2 separate regions of the Cricetulus griseus genome follow, and region 1 is linked to region 2. The links are chromatin contacts, called in public Hi-C maps. All regions are on one chromosome and are shown on one strand. Each heading gives the region's core, a stretch centred on a gene start, on an enhancer-like site or on the middle of the called end of the contact. The rest is flanking DNA. Distances are from core to core; before and after follow the strand shown.

What was found. A called contact is a pair of places that touch in the nucleus more often than the background predicts.
Region 1: a contact with region 2 is called in a Hi-C map of liver, with 2.2 times the contacts expected there. The contact joins two enhancer-like sites. A contact is called at or near these places in 2 of 8 Hi-C or Micro-C datasets (fibroblasts and liver).

What each region holds. Positions count from the first base shown.
Region 1 is chr7:88,597,407-88,603,051 of CriGri-PICRH-1.0, forward strand. Smg6 (telomerase-binding protein EST1A) reads left to right here. Exons shown (of 19, transcript XM_027426761.2): 16 at 4,717-4,870. Among named protein-coding and RNA genes, the nearest start is that of Hic1, 14 kb to the right of the region's middle. Within about 2 kb of position 3,090, at least 1 of the 6 cell types and tissues checked has open chromatin away from gene starts, as enhancers often do.
Region 2 is chr7:88,497,391-88,502,281 of CriGri-PICRH-1.0, forward strand. Smg6 (telomerase-binding protein EST1A) reads left to right here. Exons shown (of 19, transcript XM_027426761.2): 13 at 1,661-1,862. Among named protein-coding and RNA genes, the nearest start is that of Hic1, 110 kb to the right of the region's middle. Within about 2 kb of position 2,326, at least 2 of the 6 cell types and tissues checked have open chromatin away from gene starts, as enhancers often do.

The DNA of each region.
Region 1 (5,645 bases), core at 1,840-4,339, 100 kb after region 2:
AGGCACAAGTATACATAAACTCACATATATAAGCCACATGTGCACGTACACACACCAAAAAAGAAAGAGAGTCTCACTATGCTATTCAGGCTGGCCTTGAACTCATGAATGGGCTCAAACAATCTCTTGATTCAGTTTCCCAGGTAGTTGGGACTACATGTACATACCAATGTACCCAACTGCTGTTAAGTCTCACAATAGAAATTAATAATTCTGAGACTAGATAGATGCTCAGCAGTTAAGAGTATTTAACTGTTCTTCCAGAGGACCCGAGTTTAGTTACAAGCAACCACAGGCTCACAACCATCTATAACTCCAGCTCCAGGGGATCCAACACCTGTGGTCCCCATAGGCACCTGCACACATGCACACATATGCACAGTTGAAAATAAGTTCTTAAAAATAAATAAACACCCCTGTGCTTCCCCTCCCTATTCCCAGTTACTGGTATCTTTGATGGTCACTCAGATGCACAGAATATAAAAGAGAGTTGTACAAGAAGAGTAGAAATTGTCCCTGTTGTTACTAATGTGTGTCAAGCACCAAGTAAGGTACTCTTACATGCAAGGTGAATGTAGAAGTTTGCTGTGTTATAAAACCTCATTTCTGTTAATGGCATTACTCTGTCTCCAGAGTAATGAAGAACACAGAGCCTACATGATTCCATCACCCTTTGATGGAAAGGAAGCAGCCACACTGTATGGATCTCCCAAGTAGAAGGACTTAGGAAAGCCTCTGCCTGGTCTGCCCTGTTCTCCTGATCTGTTGTATACTTCTGTGGAGGCCAGTAGTATTTGTTTGTTTGAGACTGGGTTTCTCTGTGTAACAGCCCTGACTGTCCTGAAACTCAAACTCAGAGATCCACCAGCCTCTGCCTCCTGTGAGCTGGGATTTAAGGCCTGCACCACACCACCACTACCCCCCACCCCACCCCACCTCACCCTACCTAAACCCCCCACCCTCCGGCTGTTTGTAATTTTGTGTCTCAATTTCCAGTGGGTTAGCATTATAAAATCGTGCTCACTGTGGAGAAGGAAGTAAAGGAGTCTTTCTAGAGATACAGCCCGTCAGCTACTTTAGCTATTGCATACTGTGTCTGTCTCAGTAGTCTGTCATGGTGCTCCAGGTAGCGCCTATTCCTGAGAGATAGCTGGATGCTTAGCACTTTTCCCAAACTGAAATTATTTCTCTCTTGCACACTTCATGCCAACATGGTTCTCATTGCCATAAATCTGGTTTGGAGTATCTACTTTTGAAAATTTTTTTAAAGACTTTGTGATTGCTTACATGTTTGCTTATTTTTTATGGGTTTTGGTTTTTAGGGTTTTGGGGTTTTTGTTTTTTTTTTTTTTTTTAGACAAGGTCTCCTGCCAAGGTTGATCTTGAACTCTTGGTCCTCCTTTCTGCCACCGCATCCACCTTGGAGTGTGTTCACTTTCCTCAGGTTCCCAGTGCACTGTCTAAGAACCAGTGTGGCCCAGGCTGAGCTACAGTCAGAGGGCTCCTGTGGAACTCTCCTTCCGGGTCAGCACACTTGACTCCAGGCCAGGCTGATCTGTCTGAATCTCAGCATTCCAGTTGCACCCCCCTCACTCCCACCAGAGGCTTCTGCAGCTTTTTATTCATACAAACAAAAATAAATCTCACTACCGGCCTCTGAACTCCACAGCAGCATGCTTCCCCCTTCTCCCTGAGCGTCCCATGGCTGTGAGTGGGGACTTGGCACTCTCCCCATCGACATCACTTTTTCACTCCCTGCGCATCCTGTGTCCTTCTCTCACCGTGCGACCCAGAGATCAGAATGGGACGTGACAGCCGGCACAGGCGCCGTGCACAGCTGCCAGGAATCTGACGGGTAAAATCTGGAAAAGTTGGGAGGGCAAATGCTAAACACATACAGCGCCACTCAGAAAGGGCCGGAAACAGACACCCATAGCAGAGAGCCTGACTCCTAAACCTTCTTGATCTGACATTCTTTTTATTGGTGCTGAACTAATCTTGTGACCCAGGTATGACTCCCCTCACCCACCAAGCCCACTGGTACCCTAGGAGAAGAGGCAGCAACCTTGTCTAATCTCCTGAAACTCCATGAGGGCATGTGGGGAACAGGAAGCAGTTGTGTGGTGACTCACTGGGCAGAGCCAGGTTAGGGGAAGTTGTCTGCAGGCGTCCCTGGGACCGGATGAGGGCAGCCCAGCTTTGACCACCACACGCAGCTTGGCCCTGTCCCATTCCCAGGGAGCCTTCTGCAACCTCCCTGAGAGGCTATGGCTAGTCCACCTTTCTGGCCATGAACCAGAGCTCCATGAACCAATGCTTCCCTGCACCTTACTCTAAGCTTGACATCTGTCCTATCATCAAACCCCAGGTAGATTCCCTTTGCCCCAGCCTCCTGCTCACCACCAGCATGCAGGTGGGATGACCAAGGCCGGGGTAAAAAATGGCAGTCAGTGACTTTCTTAATGGAAGTCTAACAGAGGCTGCATGTCATTTCTCAAAATAGGAAAACAGAGATGTGGTACCTCCTCTGTCACCATAGGCTAGTCCTGTCATTCATGAGCCATGGGGTGGAGTGTTATGTCCTCTCTCCCAGAAAGATAGATATGGAGCCCAGGGCTCCAGGGAAGGTATTCTGGTAGAATTGTACAGAGAACAGAAGCCTGGAAAAAGGCTATTCCTCGGCATGAAAAAGGGCTGCGGAGTGTTTGCTGAACCTAAGCAGAACCATTTCCTGTTCTTGTGAATGCCCAGGCCAAGAACTGTGTGTTACTATCCTGTTGGCAACTCTCTGGGGAGGGACAGTGACCCAAAACCCTGGAAAGGTGGCTGACACTTTCCCCTTGTGCTATGTGTGAGATCAACTGGAGTATTTCAGCAGACTGGGCCTCTGAACCACGTTTCTCATGCTGCCATTGTACTGTGGCCTGTGTCTTCGCCAACTGTGGTGGCAGTGGCAGCAACAACTTACTCATAGGGAAAGGTCCCTGGTAGGTCACCGAAAAGCCACCCCTATCATTTGAAGGCATGCCCTTTCAGTTTTACTGTCACTCTTAGTGTAGCCGAAGCAGCCTTTTTGCTGACTGTTGGTGGCCAGGCCCAGCACTGTGGGCCCCATCTCAGTTGGCACGCACATATACTTCCTCTGCTGTTTCTGGGTCTGTGTCATTGCAGTTGCTATGTTTCAGAAGACCATAAGAGGGAGTGAGGGGACTGGGACTTGCCCACCTGCTTTTCTGGATTCCCACTGGCTAGCTCCCTACACAGAATCTGCCAGAGCAGATAGATCCAGTCGACCAGTGTGCTTCCTGGCCATGGTCCCCAGAGGAAATAGCACAATAATATATTCCGTAGGTAGTGATAGTTATACCCTGAACTTATGCCAGCCATGTAAGACAGACTATCAGTCTAGAGGACACTGGGCTTTGCAGATGTTCACAGAGCTTCCCAGAGATGTGAAAGCCTATAGCACAGACAGTCCCTAGCTTGTGGGCTTCTAAGGGTGAGGGTGCCTTGTACACAGACCAGAAGGTGATGGAGGTGATTGTTGAGTAGTATGGGGAGGAGCGCTTCAGTTTTGGGTTGTTTTGTTTTGTTTTTTAATGGCATTTCAGTTTGCACTAGGGTACAACAAAATGTCCTTTATTTAAATAAAGTCAATTTAAAGGAAAAATGAAGTCAGTGATAGTATTGCTTGAATAGGATTGTGGCAAAGGAGTATAAGTTGAACAAAAATGCTGGGGGTAGCACACCTTTAATCCCAGCAGGAGACAGAGGCAGGCAGATCTCTGTGAGTTCAAGGCCAGCCTAGCCTATGTATCAAGTTCTGGGACCACCAGAACTAAATAAGAGAGATCCTATCTCAAAAAATAAAAAAAGGTAGAGTAAAAAAACCCACATTTAAGAAATACTGTGCAAAGCTAGGAAAGATGGTAGCAGTTATAATCTCTCTGATTGTTGCTCTTTGCATGAGTTTGGTCATAACTTCATCTTTTTTTTTTCTTTTTCTTCTTTTTTTTTTCCTTTTTGGTTTTTCCAGATAGGGTTTCTCTATGAAACAGTCCTGGCTGTCCTGGAACTGAAGACCACGCTGGCCTCGAACTCACAGAGATCCGCCTGCCTCTGCCTCCTCTGCCTCTGCCTGCTCTGCCTCTGCCTCTGCCTCTGCCTCTGCCTCTGCCTCTGCCTCTGCCTCTGCCTCTGCCTCTGCCTCTGCCTCTGCCTCTGCCTCCCAAACGCTGGGATAAAAGGCTTATGCCACCACACTATATTCCCTGACCCCTTTTAAAAAGGGATGAGAAGGAGCAAAGCAAGGAAGGAAAGGAAGATCAGTTCTGATATGATATTCCTAAGTGCTGAATGGAGAAGCGCTCTGTGCATACTGCCTGTATAACATGTGGAGCCCCTTTCCTTACTCCCTTCTTGCGTTCTTAATTTCTAGTCTTAAGATCCTTTCAGAAACTTATTTTTAATATCAGGGTCCTTTCTCAGTGACAGCCAAGGTTTAGTGACACCTCATCCCTGGGCCATTTGGTCTATGTTAATTTTGATTGTGCTACTTTGCTCAGCCCGTGGGTCTGTTCCTCAGGCCTGAAGGGGTGCTGTGCCTCTGGAAGGGGAGAGATGTGTGGGGGCAGGATGCTTACACACTGTTGAGTCAGGGCCCTGGCTCACCCGCCTGCTCACTCTCTTGCTCCCTCACATTCTGTGTCCCTGTAGGCTGTTTTGGAAGACCAGAGTCAGATGAGGCAGATGGAGCTGGAGATCAGACCCTTGTTCCTCGTACCAGATACCAACGGCTTCATTGACCACCTGGCCAGTCTAGCTCGGCTGCTGGAGAGCAGGAAGTACATCCTGGTGGTGCCCCTCATTGGTGAGCTGGGCGGGAGGACAGAACAGTACTGAGAGTGAACAACAGCCCCTCTACACATGCCCGGAGCCAGGCAGGCTGACCTGGCTGTGCATGTTGTAAGACAGGATTTGCAGGGAATGCATGGGGCAAGAAAAATTGTTTATTAATCAGAGTAGTTCAAATTATTATGGCTGATCCATGGCTTAAACTGCTTGAGCAAATGGACTCCCGTGTCCCAGCAACCAGCGGCTGCATGAGCCCAGCCCTTGTTTTTTCCTTATAAAGCTTGCAGTAAAACAGCAAAGCTGGTTCCCGTTATTGGTAAACACTCAGCCCTGGCAGATAACGGCAGTGCTGCTGGGTGGTCTGGCAGGGAGGCTGGGAGGATTTTGAAGTGGTTAGATGCCTTTGGTCTGATTGTCTTGTAGCTTTTCATGATCATTCTGTTGGTTCGAGGTAACATTCTTCTGGCCAATGTCACCCTAAGGCCAGACTGACAGGAACCCTCCAGAGCACGACCTTTGGCTCACGCCTTTCATTTCCTACCACTTGGGCTATTGGTACTGGTGGAGGGTAAGCATCTCTGCTTTTCCTAGCTGGAGTGCTCATTGGAGACTATTGGGTACCCTTAGTTCTTGAAGCTTCATGGTGGGTCAGCCTTGGGGTGTGCTTTGGTCTCTGGATACCTGTCAAATATAGTTGATGTAGCTACTATAGCTGTTGGCTGTACTGTAAGGGACAAGGATTGTGTAAGATGATTGCAAAGCCCAGGATTTTTAATGCCTCTCTCCCAGCA
Region 2 (4,891 bases), core at 1,076-3,575:
CATTCCTCTTATTATTTTCTTCTCTGCAGATGGGGTCGTGGAAAGTTCAGTTCCTTTTAACCCTCAAAGTTCTGTTTATTCTACAGCTGGTAGCCTGAGTGCCGTGTTTCCCATTACATCACAGAGGAGCCCAGGCAGATTTCTGCAAAGAAACGTGTTGCAACTGTTTATTTTTTTCCATATTTAAACATTTCTGACAGCCAAACTCAGCTGAGCCAAAAGATGGAGCTTTGTGAATGAGTGTGCTTGTTGGTGTCCATGCAGAGGGGCTTTAGAAATCTCTCGCCCCTCCAGTGATTCCTCCCAAACGTTTTCTTTCTCCTGGGCAAAGCCTGGGAAGTGAGTTACTTCTGCCATGCATGCGTGTTGATTGTGTGCTGTTGTGTGATTAATGGCACTGTGTTCTGCCTGGTTCCCAGGACGCTCTTGAAAACAAGATGTTTCATTTCATTGCCTTTTCTTAGTGTAGTGATTACAGTAAATAAACTAGTTCTGCCTCCTTCCACCTGGAACTGGTGAGAGAGTCCCTCATACCTCTCCCTAGTCCACATTCTGCCCTAGTGTAATCCTGGCATGCCCTCTTTCCTGTCATCTGGGGATAGGGAAGGAATGGCTTAGGTCTGAGACCCCTGCCCTACCAGGTAAGCTTATGGACAGTACCCTTCGGAGCTTTCAGGGTGACACTTAGAACTTCTTGGCATATTGCCTCTTTGTACTCCATCTCTCTTGTAGAGTTTTTTGTTTTTGTTTTTAATAACTCTCCTAACATTTCACACCTTAGCATTCCACACTCTTGGGTTAAAAACCTTTCTGGAGGAGAAAGTCAATCTACCTTGAAGTTTTAAGTGGAGAGAGATAGATTTTGTATTTTGAGTGTTTCTTCTCAGCTTCAACCAGAACCTGGTGATGTGGGACTGGGGTGACCAACCACCCTTGTTTGTGTCAGATTAGGGGACTTGTGGGATGTGATAAATTTAGTGCTAAAACAAGGATGATGCCAGGATGGTTAGTCGTCTTGTGTCTAATGTACAAGCGGGAGAATGGAGAAGGCATGGGACAGTCAAGGTAGCACTGAAGTAAGCAAGAAGCTTCCCTTCCCGGGCACATCTTGGCAGGACAGGAAGGGGGATTTTCTTGGATATGTATTCATTTTACTGCTTACATATAGGGAATACATTTATAAAATATTTCTAAGAAGGAAATGCAGGTGACTACACAGTGTGATTACTCCCCGTGTAGCCATGACAGAAGGAAAGAAGCTAGTGCCCAGTTTCTGTCTCTGTGGCAGATACTTGACTATGCAGAATCAGGGACTTCTGGGAGCTGCCTTAGGCACTGGGTATCTAGAGTGTTTGAGTAAGTGTCTCAGCACACTGTCTGGAAAGGTGACAGGACCTGCATTAGACAACTGACTCTCAGAATTCTTTTTCCTCCTCTCTGGTTAAGATTAAAACTCCCCTAATCAATTTCAGGTTTACATAGAGCAATATACCCCAGATGGCTCAACATGGGCACAGCTTCATATTGCAGTTTTGATAGTATTTCTTGGCAGTTTCCAGCCTTACAGCTTTTGTTACAAGTATCTTTGTGTTCCCAAAGCACTAAGAACACTTTCACTGATCTCTTTAGAGCCACTCTTTTCTCATCTTGTTCCTCACAGGGTTGCTGTGGATGTGTGGTCAACACTAGCTGACTTCTGTAACATACTCACTGCAGTGAATCAGTCTGAGGTGCCACTGTACAAGGACCCGGATGATGACCTCACCCTTCTTATCCTGGAAGAGGATCGGCTCCTCTCTGGCTTTGTCCCCTTGCTGGCTGCCCCTCAGGACCCCTGCTACGTGGAGAAAACCTCGGATAAGGTCAGCCTCAGGCCAAACATCCCTCCCCATTTACCCGTTCTCTTAATTCTCCAGACTTTTTTATTCTTGGGAAGTTTTTTGTGCGAACGGAACATGATTAAGTCATTGAGAAGGGTGTTAAGGGAAAATATCGACCTTTTAGCCGCTGACATCCAGCTCTGTGTCCTAAAAAAAAAAATCTCTCTCGACTTCCTTTGGGGTGGTGTGTGTGTGTGTGTGTGTGTGTGTGTGTGTGTGTGTGTGTGAGAGAGAGAGAGAGAGAGAGAGAGAGAGAGAGAGAGAGAGAGAGAGAGAGAGAGAGAGAGAGGGAGGGAGGGAGGGAGGGAGGGGAGAGAGAGGGAGGAGAGGGAGGGAGGGAGGAGGGGGGAATGCGAGCGCTTGCTGGCATGTTGTATATACGATCATTTCCTCACTTGTTTAAATAGTGCAGCTTGTGTTGGCAGTGCTCTCACTCAGCTCCAAATGGTTTGCATCATGCTTAAAGCACCCTCCTTCCTTCCCTCTCCCTCCTTCCCCCAGCCACAAAACTCTGCACTAGGAAAGCAGCCAGGGCTTTTTCCCTTCTCTAAGGAGGAGAGTGATAAATAGGTGACTAGAGAGAAGCAGACACCATGTGTTAACTTACAAAAAAAGCTTTTAGGAATATGAAGCATTCCCCACTGCCTGGTTTCTATTTTCCTTCCTCTAAAGACTGTTTTAACCTGACTTTTTTCATGTCTGTTTATAGAAAACAAAGGCCATTCCCTGTCGCTCTGGTTAGGACTGTGGAGCTTCTAGTTTAACAGTGGGTCTTCAGCCAGGTGGAGCTTAGGGCAGTCTGTCAGTTGGGGAGTCAACTCTGTGCCTGACTCTTCCTCCCTAGGGCAGAGAGAGGCCTTTAGGGAGTAGTCCATGAATGGCTTCTCAGCAGGAAGGCTTTTTTTTTTTTTTATGAATGTTTATTTATTTTTAAGTTTTGGTTTTTTGAGAAAGGGTCTCATATAGCCCAGGTAGGCCTCAAAATGGCAATGTAGCAAAGGCTGGCCTTAAACTTATGGTCATCCTGTACAAATCACCCAAGATATATGTCACCACACAAAGGAGGGTGAAATCATCTGATCAAGATGAAATACATAATAGACATAGAAGTAGATTTTTTTAAGTTAGTAAACTGACTTCCAGAGTTGGGGTTATGACTCCAAGATGGAGTACTTGCCTAGTATGCGCAAAGCCTGAGTTCAGTTTCCCATACCAGAGTAAAAATTAAACTGAATTCCAAACATGAACAGTAAATATGGGGTTTATTTGTTTGTTTGTTTATGCTTCAGGGTCTCACTATATGGCCCTGGCTGGCATAGACTTCAGAAAGATTTTCCTGCTTCTGCCTTTTGAGTGCTGGGATTAAAGACATGTGTCATTCTTAAAAAATTAAGCAGCACTGAGGATGTCTACCAAGCACAAGACCCATGGGTGTGTTCCTCAATACTATAAAAACATACAGCAAAAATTAAAACCTTGGGGTCATATATATACTATTGTCTTTTTTACATACTATTTTAATGTAGTCTTACATGGAAATTGTTATGTGGTGCTAGGAATCAAATATGAGATTTTTTTAGTTTTTTGGTTTTTGTTTTTTTGGGTGTTTTTTTTTTGGGTGTTTTTTTTTTTTTTTTTTTTTTTTTTTTTGGTTTTTGGTTTTTGGTTTTTGGTTTTTGGAGACAGGATTTCTCTGTGTAGCTTTGGAGCCTATCCTGGCACTCGCTGTGGAGACCAGGCTGGCCTCGAACTCACAGAGACCCGCCTGCTTCTGCCTCCCAAGTGCTGGAGGTGTGCGCCACCAACACCCAGCTCTACTTAGTTCTTTTTAAGTGCTAAGATTTCTTTATCTTTATCAGCCCAAGAGAATGCACCTGATATTTTTAGTTTTAAACAGTGAATTTTTGCCTTACAGCAAAATCTGAGCATGTATTCCCTGTAATTAAATTTCTTTTTAAGTACAGAATGGTTTTAGGCATGAGCATTATCAAAATCCATATTCAATTGCCCTGTGGCAACCATTGTAATCCCTTGGCTTTTTGATCAGTGGAGGCAAGAATAGTAAGAGTTTAAGGTCATCCTCAGCTGTATAAACTAGTTTAAGGTCAACCTAGACAATAGGAGACCCTGTTTCAAACAAGCAAATAATCCCTGGGGGTATAGTTTTGACTGTTGAAAATTTGCCTAGATTCTACAAGGGCCCAGGTTCAAACCTTAGTGCCGAAAAGAAAAAGAAAATTAGTAAATAAAAAACAGGCTGAATAAATGGTTCAGTGATTAAGAGCACTTGCTCCTCTTCCAGAGAATCCAGATTTGATTCTCAGCACCCACATCATGGCTCACAACTATCACTAACTCCATTCTATAGGGGGATCCAGTGACCTCTCTGGTTTCTATGGATACGCATACACAGATATGCATGCAGCAAGATACTTAAGCCCATAAAATGAAAATAAATCTTTAAAAAAAAGTCATATTCTTCGGATTTGCTTAATAGCTAACAGTTCTTGGGAGAACCTTTCTTTCCCAAGAAGAATATTTGTTTTATGCCTTTGCAGAAAAAAGAGGATAAAATTCTATTCTGCTTGTCTAGTCTCAGAAGGTGGTAATAATGTGGAGATGGATGGATGGATGGATGGTGGATGGATGGAGGGAGGATGGATGGATGGATGGATGGATAGATGGATGGATGGATGGATGGGGAGGGGCTGAAGACTGCTAATAAGTGTTTATGCCTCTGAGGAAGTTTTCAGTTCAAAGAGAAACTAAGTATTAATAGTTTGCATTAGTCTGCACTAGCAATCAATCTATCTACCTTTCTTTCTTCCTTCCTCTAATCTTTTTTTGATCCCGAGGTAGTCTTGATTACAGAAGATCCCTCTAAGAGTTGGCTGCCATTTAGTGCAGAACAAGAGAGGATTCCTAACCAGCCTTAGGCTTCCGTAGCCTCGTTTTTATCAGCTCCTCGGGGCTCCCAGATGCAGTGTTGGATACTAGATCCATGGCCTGGA